2 separate regions of the Mus musculus genome follow, and region 2 is linked to region 1. Evidence: chromatin contacts called from public Hi-C data. All regions are on one chromosome and are shown on one strand. Each heading gives the region's core, a stretch centred on a gene start, on an enhancer-like site or on the middle of the called end of the contact. The rest is flanking DNA. Distances are from core to core; before and after follow the strand shown.

What was found. A called contact is a pair of places that touch in the nucleus more often than the background predicts.
Region 2: a contact with region 1 is called in a Hi-C map of the N1E-115 cell line, with 3 times the contacts expected there. The contact joins the enhancer-like site here to the promoter of Map6 in region 1. A contact is called at or near these places in 3 of 39 promoter capture datasets (3T3-L1-derived adipocytes, the SN4741 cell line and maxillary cranial neural crest), 3 of 15 datasets of contacts at CTCF or cohesin (CD8 T cells, the NIH/3T3 cell line and large pre-B cells), 23 of 484 Hi-C or Micro-C datasets (the 3T3-L1 cell line, 3T3-L1-derived adipocytes, the C2C12 cell line and 17 more), 18 of 115 datasets of contacts at active chromatin or transcription factors (the 230-238 cell line, Th17 cells, bone marrow-derived macrophages and 14 more) and 2 of 9 other capture datasets (adipose tissue and pancreatic islet).

Annotation. Positions count from the first base shown.
Region 1 is chr7:99,264,612-99,271,643 of GRCm38.p6, reverse strand. It overlaps Map6 (microtubule-associated protein 6), which reads right to left and starts at 4,197. Exons shown (of 3, transcript NM_001048167.1): 1 at 2,331-4,197. The coding sequence starts at 3,622. It overlaps Gm26705 (predicted gene, 26705), which reads left to right and starts at 4,426. Exons shown (of 4, transcript NR_103487.1): 1 at 4,426-4,499; 2 at 5,173-5,237.
Region 2 is chr7:99,296,620-99,303,651 of GRCm38.p6, reverse strand. The region is part of intron 1 of Map6 (microtubule-associated protein 6); the gene reads right to left. Gm40449 (a long non-coding RNA gene) reads left to right here. Exons shown (of 3, transcript XR_869820.3): 3 at 2,780-3,378. Among named protein-coding and RNA genes, the nearest start is that of Gm40449, 5.1 kb to the left of the region's middle. Within about 2 kb of position 2,716, at least 7 of the 459 cell types and tissues checked have an H3K27ac peak or open chromatin away from gene starts, as enhancers often do. A contact at or near this core is called in the N1E-115 cell line, where this site is marked.

The DNA.
Region 1 (7,032 bases), core at 2,948-5,447:
GGGAAGCAGGAATCCAATGCCAGGGTACCCACAGACCAACCTTTCAGATAAATGAACTAGGATTTGTGAACACAAGTACCAGGGCAGAATCAGAAACTCACATTCATCTTGGCTTGTGGGTGTTTGTTTCTGTCTCTCTTTTGATCCTCCAGTGCTAGTATAAACATTATTATGAGAACCCCACTTCCCTGTGGCTGTCCAAGGAAAAGGAGCTTCGTCCTTGTTTGACCCAGACCTTGGAAAGGAAGTAATATACTAATGCTGGAAGGTCAGTCTGGTTGTGATATCAGTTAACCCAGAGAGAGGTACCTAGTGGGAACCAGAATGCAGGAAGCCATGGAATTCTGAGGCAGGGCTCTGACTTTTGCCTTAACAATAGAGTCTCTATTTATGCCAGTCTTCTGGCTGCATGAGAGGAGTGCCTGCAGAGCCTACTGAAGCGCCCACACACAGGGTTAGCAGAAGACACTAACTCTGTAGCCCTTCCTTCCACACTTAGGAAAAGGGCACCTAACTGACTGTGGAGCTGAATGAAGACCTCAGAAGTCACAGCTGCACAAGGCCAGCTCCATCATTATCACACACATCTGCTTCCTCAGTACCCAAGCCCGGTGCTGCTACATGTTCAAGTCAACTAGGATCTATCAGCTAGCTGATGTTGGTAGAAACATAAAGGAAGGCCCAAAAGCTAAACATTCAGAGATGTGCACTGGATGGATGTGAGGTGAGAAAGCAGGCCAAGGCTGCATGCAGCACAGGGAGAATTGTATAAACAGGGTGTGCGTGGAGGAAGATGGGGGATGTTTCTAAGTTTGAAAGCGTTCATTTTCAAGGAACGTGAATGTGCCAGAGGATAAGGGACACATTAATGTCTGACCTTTGAGAAGCTCCACCCAGCAGCTGACTCAGACAGATACAGACACCCATGGCCAAACAGTGGATGGAGCTTGGGGAGTCTTGTGGAAGTATAGGGAGAAGGATTGTAGGCCCCTAAGGAGATAGGAACTCCACAGGAAGATCAACAGAGTCAACTAACCTGGACCCTTAGGGGTTCTCAGAGACTGAACCACAAACCAAAGAGCATACATGGGCTGGACCTAGACCTCTCTGCACATATACAGCAGATGTGCAGCTTGGTCTTCATGTGGGTCCCAAACAACTGGAATGGGGGCTACCCCAAAAAGCTGTTGGCTGTTCGTGGAATATGTTCTTCTAGCTGGGTTGACTTGTTTGGCCTGAGTGGGAGAGGATTAGACTAGCCCTGCAGAAACTTGATGTACCAGGGTAGGGAGATACTCAGGGGGAGACCCCACCCACTTAGAGAAGAAGTGGGGCATGGGGAGAAGGACTGTAGGGGGCAGTGAGCAGGATGTAAAGGGAATAAGTAAATTAATTAATTAACTAATTAATTAAAAGAAAAAATAGAAACATCTGAACACAAAGGAAGAAAGGAGCTGCCTCAACAGGGAAGAGGGCTAGGGACATCCAGGAAGCAGAATCAAGAATAAGGGGGCATCACATAGGAGAGTATAAATGGAAACAAGACCTCTCACTACATCTCAGGCATGGCCAGTCATCCCGAGTCATCTCTTTCCATCTTTCCATCAGCTAGAGCCATGTTTGGCATTTAGTCTATCCTCAAAACTGTACAGAATATCTCAGCTTAAATCAGTCCTGTGTGGATAGTTCTAAGTTGACTATTATTGATCCCAGTTACAGATAAGAATGTGAAGGCCCAGGAAGGTTAAAAAGCTCGCCCAATGTGTCAAAGCTACTGAAGAGGCAGGAGGGGAATGACTTCAAAGTACTAGAGCCAGTTATTAAGGAGCATGTAGAGAAATCTGGAAAAGGGTGTGGCGCTTGAGTGTCAGCCAGGAACTGGGGGAGGAATCGAATAGGAAGAGACCAGGACAATGTAAGAGACTGGGGAGGAGAAAGGGTCTCACGGGGAAGTAAGTGAGAAGTGAATGAGTGGAGGCGACTAGGGGACGGGAGCCAGGCTGGGACAGCAGGCGAACTGATGAGACAGGGGGAAACTGACAGGGTCTCTGTGGGGCAGATAGGGAGCTGAGCTAGGCAGCCAAGAGGAAAATGTGGCTTAGGGGTGGCACAAAAAACAAGCTGGGAAAACCAGTGTGGAAACTGTTAAGGGCTTTCCGACAGGGTGGGGCAGTAAAGTCTGGGTTGAAAGGGTTCTGGAATGTGGCTGAAGAGGGTGTGGTCTGGCCCTGGAGAAGAAGCTGAATGCGAAGCTTTCGGTGTGGGGGTAGAATGGGTGGTCCTCGCGAGGGGATGAGGGTGACCAGCATCACCTGCTGCCCCAGTCTCACCTGTAAGAGCTGCTTACTGTACTCGCCACCTCCTCCCGGATTTGCCTGTTGAGGGCATCTGCCACCGCGCGCCCCTTGCCTCCTTCAGGCCCTGTGCCTTGGGCATGGGCAGCGGGTGTCTGTTCGTGCCCCTCCGAGCGACGCACCATCCAGGCCGGCCCCGCCTTCCTCCTCGTGTCGCGCTCGTCTGCACCAGATGCCTTTCCAGCTGCGGGGCCGCCCTCCTGGGTCTGAGACTGGGCGGGTGGCAGCGGCGTCTCCTCGTGCCCTTCCGTGCGAGTCACCATCCACGCGGGTCCAGCCTTCCTGCGTGTGTCACGCTGATCTGCACCGGACGCCTTTCCAGCTGCAGGACCACCCTCCTGGGTCTGGGATTGGGCTGGGGGCAGAGGCTTCTCTTCGTGCCCTTCGCTGCGAGTCACCATCCATGCTGGCCCTGCCTTCCTGCGTGTGTCACGCTGATCTGCACCGGACGCCTTTCCAGCTGCAGGACCACCCTCCTGGGTCTGGGATTGGGCTGGGGGCAGAGGCTTCTCTTCGTGCCCTTCGTTGCGAGTCACCATCCATGCTGGCCCTGCCTTCCTACGTGTGTCGCGCTGGTCTACACCGGACGCCTTTCCTGCCGCCAGCACCCCGGCTCCTCCAGCACCCTCCGGGTCCCGGGCATCAGCAGAAAGTTGCATGGGCCCGCGCTCTTGGCTCTGAGGCCGACGCTTGGGCACCCCGAGAACAGGTTGGGAAGGCTGCGAAGTCGCAGGGATTTGCACCGGCTTGGGGATCCAGGGATGGTCCCCGCGCCGGGGCAGCGGCCAGGCGCGGAAGTCCTTCTGGTACTGGGTCTCGCGCTCGAAGGGCGCGTCGGACGGCTGGTACTCGCTGCGCGGCCGGCAGCTTGGCTCGGGCCGCTGCACTTTCCAGGCGCGGTAGTCCTGTCGCATCACCGAGTCCGCGGGGCCTGAGCCGGAAGTGGAGGCTGAGGCCGCGCCCAAGCCCAGCCCGCTCCGGCCGGGGGCGGCTACAGTCTCGCGGTCGACGCTGGGCCCGGGCGCAGGCCCTGTTGCCCGGGCAACTGCATCCGACTCTCCCTGGGCTGGCTGCGTCTCTATGGCGACAGCACGCGAGGGGGGCGCTAACGCGGGCTGCAGCGGAGCTGGCGGCTGCGGAGGGGCGCCTGGGTGTTCGGTGGCCTCCGAGTACTTGGTGAAAACCAGCGGCACCGCAATGTCCGCCTTGTCCAGCTGGTTCCAGAAGCGGGCGATGCAGCAGGCCCTTGTGATGCACGGCCACGCCATGTTAGCCACAAAGCCTTTTTGTGGTCCTAAATCAAATCTCCAATCTCCCTTTAACCCCAACCCAGACCCGCCAATGTGGTTCCCACCGCTTCCTTCCCTTAGAAGCCCTTTGCCTCGTCCTCCACCCTCAAAGAGCACCCGGGGACAAGGTACCGCTGAGATAAAGTCCGTAAAGTCCCTCGATTGCCGGCTGCAAACGCCTGCTGCAGAGGAGCTGCTGTGGGCAGTGAAGAATAGGAGCGAGGCTCAGCGTCCCAGAGTCCAGGCCTAGGGCGTCTGGGCGCGCCCTCTCTGCGACTGCGGTGTCTAGCAGACCCCGGCAGAGCAAGGAGATGCTTGGCAAAGAGGCTGTGGGCTTAAGCCATGGCGCAGGGAAGGATCCGCAAGCAGGCTTTTATCTCCTTTCCGTCTGGTTCAGCCGGCCGCCTAGCGAGGCTTGGCAGCGGTCACCTCCAACCCAGACAGAGCAGAGAGCAAAACGGCCTCTATCTATACCCCCGGTGATGCCGCAGCCGCTGCCGCTGTCGTCTTCTGCTGCAGAGAGGCGGCCCCACCCTTTTTTGCGGCTCAGCAAGGGAGGTGGGGTGATCAAGAAAAGATGCTGAGAGTATGCGCGCTGCAGAAAAAAAAAAAAAAATCACCTGCTGTCGTCAGGGCGCGCAGCTGAGAGGTTGCCCTCTCCCTGTCCCCTCCTCCCTTCTCTCTGGCAGCTCCTCCCTTCTCTGTTCCCAGGCAACAGCAGAACTGGGTCCTTGATAGGTTCAAGTCCCAAGCTCCTGAGGACTTGCTGTCCTTGAGTTGCCAGCTTCATGTCCTAGAACCGAGTCTCCTCTCTTTCGTAAAATCGCCCCAACCAATGAATACTAATTTTTTAAGTGTAAGACCGCCCCGCCTCCATGAAATGTCTGTTTCAGACTAGATGCTTTGGCTTCTTTTAAAAATCTTTTTTACTTTTTTTTTTTTTTTTTTGGTTTTTGGCTTTTGTTTTTTCGAGACAGGGTTTCTCTCTGTAGTCTTGGCTGTCCTGGAACTCAGTCTGTAGACCAGGCTGGCCTTGAACTCAGAAAAGCCGCCTGCCTTTGCCTCCCAAGTGCTGGGATTAAAGGCGTGCGCCACCTTTTAATTATGTGCTTTTGTCTGTGTGTGGGTATATGCACATGGGCTCTGGTGCCTGCTGAGGCCAGAGGGTCAGAAGTAGATTTCCCTGGTGCTGTGCAGGCGACTATGAGCTCCCACCCCACCCCCATGTGAATGCTGGGACCCGGACTTGGGTCCTCTGGAACACCAATACAAGTTTTTAACCACTCAGCCCCTGAATAGATACTTTAAAAGGGAGAGCTGCAGTTAATTGGTCAGCTATCAGGCTGTACTTATGCTCCGTGTTGCTGGTTCTTGACCTAAGCCTATGTGTACAGGGCTTCCCCAGTTGTATGAGATTGGGAGAGGCCGGCCTGGGAGAGGCCGGCCTAGCCATACTCTGGCTGTTCCTTCTTTAAGCAACTGGGAAGCAGTGAGTCTACTCTCCCAGGATAAAATTGGTTCTTCTCCAGCCCAGATGCTGCACTGGGGGAAAGGGAGAAAAAGGAAGATTCTGGAAAGAGACCCAAGGGAGGAGGTAAGCGGCTGGATGAGAGACAGTTCCCTAGGAAAAGGGAGACCTCTTTGAGGGGATTCTCGGTTGTGTTTCTGCCTTCTTTTCTACTTTGGGGTTGAACAGATTTTGGAATCTAATGGACCTGCTTTGGCTCTGATACTCTCTTTGTGACTTGGGTTGTCTCTGGGCTGCAGTCCCCTGGGTCGGGGCGGGGGGTGGGGGGGTGGGGGGGGAGGGGTAGTAGAGCTAATAAATGCCTCGGGGTGGTTTCATGAGGAAAGTTAAGCACCCAGAGCAGAAGCCTGGAGTCCATACTCAGGGATTTGGATCCTGGCTTCTGCACTTTTGGCTCTAAGGCATAGACAAATTGTGGCAACCTCTGACCCTTAACTTTGTCTCTGAGCAAGGGTATCTATTCTGAACTTACAAAGTTTTTCTGAAGACTGAAGTGACACAATTCACAAGAAATATTAGCTGCAGCTCCTGGCATATAGAAATGGCTTCTTCAGCAGAACCTGTTAATATTCAAAAGCTTATCCAAAAGTCTCACAGGCAGAGCCTCCCAGATAAGCCACTGAGAAGCCTGCTACTTGGAAATCTGCTACTTCACAAGGAAAAGAAAGAGTTCATTTTCTTAAAAGTCCCAAATATTTACTCTTAATTAATTTATTTGTGGCATATATGCACATGTGTACGTCTAAGGGAGGATGCTGGGTATTCTGCTCTACCATTCTCTGCCTTTTTCCCCATGAAACAAGGTTTCTCACTGAATCTGAAGCTAGGCTCACTGGCTAGCAAGCCCCTGCAGTTTTCCTGGCTCTGCCCCTCACAGTGCTGAGGTCCCAGGTGCTCACCTGACCACACCCTGATTTGTGCTTCACTGTGCAGGACTTGAACTCATGTGCTCACGCTTGCATAGCAAGGGAACTGCATTAGGAGGCCATAATTCTGTAAGGGAAGAGTACGTTATTGTAAGGTGAATATGTCTTCCTGGGGTGGATCCCTCCTCAGTCCCCTCACCTGTCTCACTGGATTAACCCTTAAGGAGGTGACAAGGTCATCTTGTCACCTGAGGTAGATTCCATCCTTTTTGATCCAGTCAGATAGTAAGCAGTGTTTCAGATTAGCTCTGACTTAGTAATAAGCCTCAAGGATCCATCATATCTTTTCATGGCTTGGTATCTCATTTCTCTTTTCTGTAATATTACTGTGTTCCATAGATTATTTATCCAGTCACCTGCTGAATGGCATGCTGGTTGCTTCAACTTGGGGGGAATTATAAACAAAGCTGCTAAAACAGTGTTCAGGTTTCTGTGCTGACATAAGCTTTGGGCTCTTTTGGGTAATTATCAAGGAGCAGGATTGTGATTATGTGGCCAAAAGAATAGCTAGTTTTGTAACAAAGCAAACTGTCTTCCACCATAATTGTACCAGTTTTGAGTACTCAGTAGTAACTGATGAGTTAGTTTTGTAACAAAACAAACTGTCTTCCACCATAGTTGTACCAGTTTTGAGTGCTCAGTAGTAACTAATGAGAACTCCTGTTTCTCTCCCCCTTGCCAGTGTTTGGTGCTGTGTCTGTTTGGGTTACATTTGTTGTTTAATTTGCAAGTCTTTAGCAACATAATACATTGAGCTTTTTTTTTTCTTATGCCAATTTGGCCAGATCCAACTTGTTGATGAGGGATCTGTTCAAGGGATTGTCCTCCTACCTCTACATACAAGCATGTGATGTTATGCCCAGCTACACTCATACACACTTAGATAGATAGATAGATAGATAGATAGATACATACATACATACATACATACATAC
Region 2 (7,032 bases), core at 1,467-3,966, 33 kb before region 1:
CCTTGCACACTGTCTTCCTTCACTCTCACAAAGGCCATGTGGGCAGGCACTGTTGTCATCACAGTTAGCTACAGTGGAGGCCACCTGAGCTGAGGGAGTCAGGTATCCTGACCTTGGACAGGACAATAAGAGCTGCTGGGATTAAACAGGAACAGTTCAAGTAATGGCAGTGCCCTAGCCTGACAGGGAAACTTCACCCAGGCACCAAGACAGCTCCATCTTCCAGGGTGAGGCCTATGTTCTAGATTTGGGATTTTGAAAGGTGGAGAGAGGACACTGCATCTGGGGGGCTGTGTAGAGAGTTCAAGGGAGTGTGGACCTTAAGGACTGTGATGGACTGGGAGTGGACACATCTGAGAAACCCAAAGGTCAGGGAGACGGCTGGCTCGTGGACCCAGGGGTAGAGAGAGGGACAGTGGCTGTAGAGCACATAGATTGTACTCTCTGGTGGAACCATCTGTGTGGTGCTGTTTCTTGGATTAGAGGTTAAGAAGGTCATCTCAAGGGGCAAGTGGCTCTCAGCGTAAGAAGCTGGTGGGCTATGGGATGCTCAGAGGTGAGGAAGGCACATGAGACCAGCTACAGAGATTCACATACATTAAGATACCTGCAAGGTGAGCTCTATAGCAACGGGAGGGGGAGCACACTCTGACAGGTCTAGCAAAACGCCCCAAGACACTGAATCTACTGCAAAGAGCTGCCAGTCCACACTGAGTACCAGTCTGGGCAAGAGCTCTCTTGCTGCCAGCCCTCTGCCAGGCCTCTCCTCTCTCTTCGGGAAGAAAAGTGATAGCTTTAAATAGGTTGGCTTTTTAGCTATAAAACCAATGGAATGTTTTAATAGCTAGTAGAGCTTGATTCACTAAGTTATGAGACTTTCCCAAAGGTTGCACTAGGTACATGATGTGACTTTCCCTACACTTTATCAAGAATAGAGAAAGAACTTCACTATAGAATAAATTATTACTAGTAGTATTCATATGTGTGTGTGTGTGTATGTATGTATGTCACATGTATGGGGATGAGCATGGAGGTCAGACAAAGACACCAGATCCCCTGGTTCTAGGCTATAAGTGGTTTTAAGCTGCCTAATGTGGGTGCTGGGAATAAAACTTAGGTCCTCTGGAAGAACAGGACTCAATCCACTGAGCCATCTTTCCAGCCCCGATTATTTTTAACTGTGTGTGCTTTCTCCGACTCTGGTTATCCCTCTGAGACTAGCTCCCCCAACACGACGACCACGCCAACACAAAGCTCTGTTTACAAATTGGAACTGAGTCCTTCAACTAGCTCTTTGGCTGTGACTACTGCAGTTTATATTAGTTCTTTGACAGGCAGTCAAGTGGCAGCTGCTAAAGAATGAGTTTTTCTTTCCAACCCCTTTTATCTCCAAACAGAGGACTGCAGTCTGCATGGGCACTGAGAGGAGAGCAGCTTTCTCTTTGTAGAGAAATCTTTACCAAATGAATGATTATACTTCAAATGTAGGATGCCAACTCCATTGGTTGACATTGACCTGCTGGAGTCCCAAGCAAAGACACAATAGGAAGACCCAAATTGGAGCTGGGTGGCTCAGTGGTCAAGGGCACTTGCTGCTCTTCCTGGAGACCTGGGTTCAGTTCTCAGTCAGATACTGCGGCTCACAACCATCTGTTACTCCAGATACAAAGCCCTGGTGTGGACATGCATGATGCAGACAAAAACCTAGACACATAAAAATAAATGATTTTTTAATTGAAGACCCAGATTTAGAGTTCTTGGGGTTTGAATCCTGCCAGGGCCTTGCTTTCTCTGGCTCGTTAGGCCAGTCACTTGATCCTGAGCTTCCGTGTCCTAATCTATTAAATTGGAATAACAACTTTGTCCTTCAAGAGTATTTTGAGATTAAATTACATCAAGTGTGCAGGTCTATGTCTAATGCTTCTAGCATGCACTTTACTGGTTATAATGCATCAGATACTGCATTAAGAGGTGACTATTTTATCCCTTTAAATTTATGGTAGAGGGCAGAGGAGATGGCTCAGTAGTTAAGGACTCAGACTGCTCTTGCAGAAGACCTGCTTTTAGTTCACCCAGGTTAGGCAGCTCACAACAGCCCGTAACTCCAGCTCCAGGGGACTCAGTGCCTTCTTTTGGCCTTGGTGGGTTTTACACTTATGTGCTAAGCCTTGCATGTGCTCACACACTATTAAAAATAAAATGAATCTGAGCCAAGTGCAGTGGCATATGTCTTTAGTCCCAGCACTTGAGAGGCAGAGGCAAGCAGATCTCTGAGTTCAAGGCCAGCCTGGTCTACAGAGTGAGTTCCAGACCATCAAGGGCTACACAGAGAAACCCTGTCTCAAACAAACAAACAAACAAACAAACATGAAACTGAAGAAAGCCCAAACTTGTTTTCCCTGAGCCTCTCATCTGCCATTGCCACCTGCCATCTGTAAAATGGAGATGTCATTTATGTTTTTCTGAAGTACTATAAAAGTTGTTTTTGTTTGGGGTCATTAGGGATTAAATGTAGCCCTCCCCAGGCTAAGCCTACATTGTACCATTGAGCTGCATCCCAGACTCTACAACTATTTTCTCAAGAGCCCCCCCTCCCCTTCCCAGCTGGAATCATTTAACCCAGGACCAGGAGGAGACAGCCCAAATTCTCTGCCTCAAGGACACTGATGGATGGCCCTCCCATGACTGTCTCAGCTAACAAACTCCTGCAGGACAAAGGGGAAAAAAGGCAGATTCAAAGGCTGGTGATTCTATGATCTCATGCTTCCTTCTGACACAGAGCTCGGCGGGAGACCAAGGAAATTCAATTGGAAGAAAATACACTTATCTCCTTTGATATACGGAGGGGGAGCCAGGAAGGGACATAAAGGCCAGTTCTACAGGAAGATCATCTCTGGTCCCAGGAGATAAGCACTGAGCATCCAATTGTGTCACTCATCTGGGATGATCCAGTTCCATCTAGCAAGGCCACCTGCTAAGGTATCTCTTTTTTCATTGGCCCATGCACCACCAGGCATCTATGTGAGTGAATTTATTATGTTTTAAAAGAAGATTTTTATTTTATTTTTAATTATGTGCGCGTGTTTGTGTGTACATCTGTGGAGGAACTTGTGCACATGTGTGCAGGTACCTGAGACCGGAAGAAGGCAGTTGATTCCCTGGAACTGAAGTTTCAGGAGATTGGGAGCCACACACTGTGGGTACTGGAATCCAACTCAGTCCTTTGCAGAGCAGCACATGCTCTTCAGCACCAAGCCATCTCCCCAGCCCCAAACGAACAAATTTCTACCAGTGGTGAGATTACCTTTGTGAGCACGAAGGACATAGCTCTGACTTTAAATCCGTTAATGTACTCAATAAATCTCCAAATTCTAAGAGCTTTTAATGTCTTCTACATTCATTTCTACGTTCACGGCCTTGGGGATCATTGTCAGCTCTGAGGGCCCCGGGACAGTGAATTCAATTCCCTGAGCATTCTGATTTAATCGTCCGTCATCTTACTCTACCCAGCTTGACAGAGGAGACTCCCAGGAAAGACACTGACAAAGGAATAATCTGATGCAGGAAGTGTGTAACTGAGCTAAGGACACAGGAAGTGTGTAACTGAGCTAAGGACACAGGAGTGTGTAACTGAGCTAAGGACACAGGAAGTGTATAACTGAGCTAAGGACACAGGAAGTGTGTAACTGAGCTAAGGACACAGGAGTGTGTAACTGAGCTAAGGACACAGGAAGTGTGTAACTGAGCTAAGGACACAGGAAGTGTGTAACTGAGCTAAGGACACAGGAAGTGTGTAACTGAGCTAAGGACACAGGAGTGTGTAACTGAGCTAAGGACACAGGAGTGTGTAACTGAGCTAAGGACACAGGAAGTGTGTAACTGAGCTAAGGACACAGGAAGTGTGTAACTGAGCTAAGGACACAGGAGTGTGTAACTGAGCTAAGGACACAGGAGTGTGTAACTGAGCTAAGGACACAGGAAGTGTGTAACTGAGCTAAGGACACAGGAAGTGTGTAACTGAGCTAAGGACACAGGAGTGTGTAACTGAGCTAAGGACACAGGAAGTGTGTAACTGAGCTAAGGACACAGGAAGTGTGTAACTGAGCTAAGGACACAGGAGTGTGTAACTGAGCTAAGGACACAGGAAGTGTGTAACTGAGCTAAGGACACAGGAAGTGTGTAACTGAGCTAAGGACACAGGAGTGTGTAACTGAGCTAAGGACACAGGAAGTGTGTAACTGAGCTAAGGACACAGGAAGTGTGTAACTGAGCTAAGGACACAGGAAGTGTGTAACTGAGCTAAGGACACAGGAGTGTGTAACTGAGCTAAGGACACAGGAGTGTGTAACTGAGCTAAGGACACAGGAAGTGTGTAACTGAGCTAAGGACACAGGAAGTGTGTAACTGAGCTAAGGACACAGGAGTGTGTAACTGAGCTAAGGACACAGGAGTGTGTAACTGAGCTAAGGACACAGGAGTGTGTAACTGAGCTAAGGACACAGGAAGTGTGTAACTGAGCTAAAAACACAGGAAGTGTGTAACTGAGCTAAGGACACAGGAAGTGTGTAACTGAGCTAAGGACACAGGAAGTGTGTAACTGAGCTAAGGACACAGGAAGTGTGTAACTGAGCTAAGGACACAGGAAGTGTGTAACTGAGCTAAGGACACAGGAAGTGTGTAACTGAGCTAAGGACACAGGAAGTGTGTAACTGAGCTAAGGACACAGGAAGTGTGTAACTGAGCTAAGGACACAGGAAGTGTGTAACTGAGCTAAGGACACAGGAAGTGTGTAACTGAGCTAAGGACACAGGAAGTGTGTAACTGAGCTAAGGACACAGGAAGTGTGTAACTGAGCTAAGGACACAGGAGTGTGTAACTGAGCTAAGGACACAGGAAGTGTGTAACTGAGCTAAGGACACAGGAGTGTGTAACTGAGCTAAGGACACAGGAGTGTGTAACTGAGCTAAGGACACAGGAAGTGTGTAACTGAGCTAAGGACACAGGAGTGTGTGGCTGTGTTAAGGACACAGGAAGTGTGTAACTGAGCTAAGGACACAGGAAGTGTGTAACTGAGCTAAGGACACAGGAGTGTGTGGCTGTGTTAAGGACACAGGAAGTGTGTAACTGAGCTAAGGACACAGGAGTGTGTAACTGAGCTAAGGACACAGGAGTGTGTAACTGAGCTAAGGACACAGGAGTGTGTAACTGAGCTAAGGACACAGGAAGTGTGTAACTGAGCTAAGGACACAGGAAGTGTGTAACTGAGCTAAGGACACAGGAGTGTGTAACTGAGCTAAGGACACAGGAGTGTGTAACTGAGCTAAGGACACAGGAAGTGTGTAACTGAGCTAAGGACACAGGAAGTGTGTAACTGAGCTAAGGACACAGGAGTGTGTAACTGAGCTAAGGACACAGGAAGTGTGTAACTGAGCTAAGGACACAGGAAGTGTGTAACTGAGCTAAGGACACAGGAGTGTGTAACTGAGCTAAGGACACAGGAAGTGTGTAACTGAGCTAAGGACACAGGAAGTGTGTAACTGAGCTAAGGACACAGGAGTGTGTAACTGAGCTAAGGACACAGGAAGTGTGTAACTGAGCTAAGGACACAGGAAGTGTGTAACTGAGCTAAGGACACAGGAAGTGTGTAACTGAGCTAAGGACACAGGAGTGTGTAACTGAGCTAAGGACACAGGAGTGTGTAACTGAGCTAAGGACACAGGAAGTGTGTAACTGAGCTAAGGACACAGGAAGTGTGTAACTGAGCTAAGGACACAGGAGTGTGTAACTGAGCTAAGGACACAGGAAGTGTGTAACTGAGCTAAGGACACAGGAGTGTGTAACTGAGCTAAGGACACAGGAAGTGTGTAACTGAGCTAAGGACACAGGAAGTGTGTAACTGAGCTAAGGACACAGGAAGTGTGTAACTGAGCTAAGGACACAGGAAGTGTGTAACTGAGCTAAGGACACAGGAAGTGTGTAACTGAGCTAAGGACACAGGAAGTGTGTAACTGAGCTAAGGACACAGGAAGTGTGTAACTGAGCTAAGGACACAGGAAGTGTGTAACTGAGCTAAGGACACAGGAAGTGTGTAACTGAGCTAAGGACACAGGAAGTGTGTAACTGAGCTAAGGACACAGGAAGTGTGTAACTGAGCTAAGGACACAGGAGTGTGTAACTGAGCTAAGGACACAGGAAGTGTGTAACTGAGCTAAGGACACAGGAGTGTGTAACTGAGCTAAGGACACAGGAGTGTGTAACTGAGCTAAGGACACAGGAAGTGTGTAACTGAGCTAAGGACACAGGAGTGTGTGGCTGTGTTAAGGACACAGGAAGTGTGTAACTGAGCTAAGGACACAGGAAGTGTGTAACTGAGCTAAGGACACAGGAGTGTGTGGCTGTGTTAAGGACACAGGAAGTGTGTAACTGAGCTAAGGACACAGGAGTGTGTGGCTGTGTTAAGGACACAGGAAGTGTGTAACTGAGCTAAGGACACAGGAGTGTGTGGCTGTGTTAAGGACACAGGAAGTGTGTAACTGAGCTAAGGACACAGGAGTGTGTGGCTGTGTTAAGGACACAGGAAGTGTGTAACTGAGCTAAGGACACAGGAGTGTGTGGCTGTGTTAAGGACACAGGAAGTGTGTAACTGAGCTAAGGACACAGGAAGTGTGTAACTGAGCTAAGGACACAGGAGTGTGTGGCTGTGTTAAGGACACAGGAAGTGTGTAACTGAGCTAAGGACACAGGAGTGTGTGGCTGTGTTAAGGACACAGGAAGTGTGTAACTGAGCTAAGGACACAGGAAGTGTATAACTGAGCTAAGGACACAGGAAGTGTGTAACTGAGCTAAGGACACAGGAAGTGTGTAACTGAGCTAAGGACACAGGAGTGTGTAACTGAGCTAAGGACACAGGAGTGTGTGGCTGTGTTAAGGACACAGGAAGTGTGTAACTGAGCTAAGGACACAGGAAGTGTGTAACTGAGCTAAGGACACAGGAAGTGTGTAACTGAGCTAAGGACACAAGAGTGTGTGGCT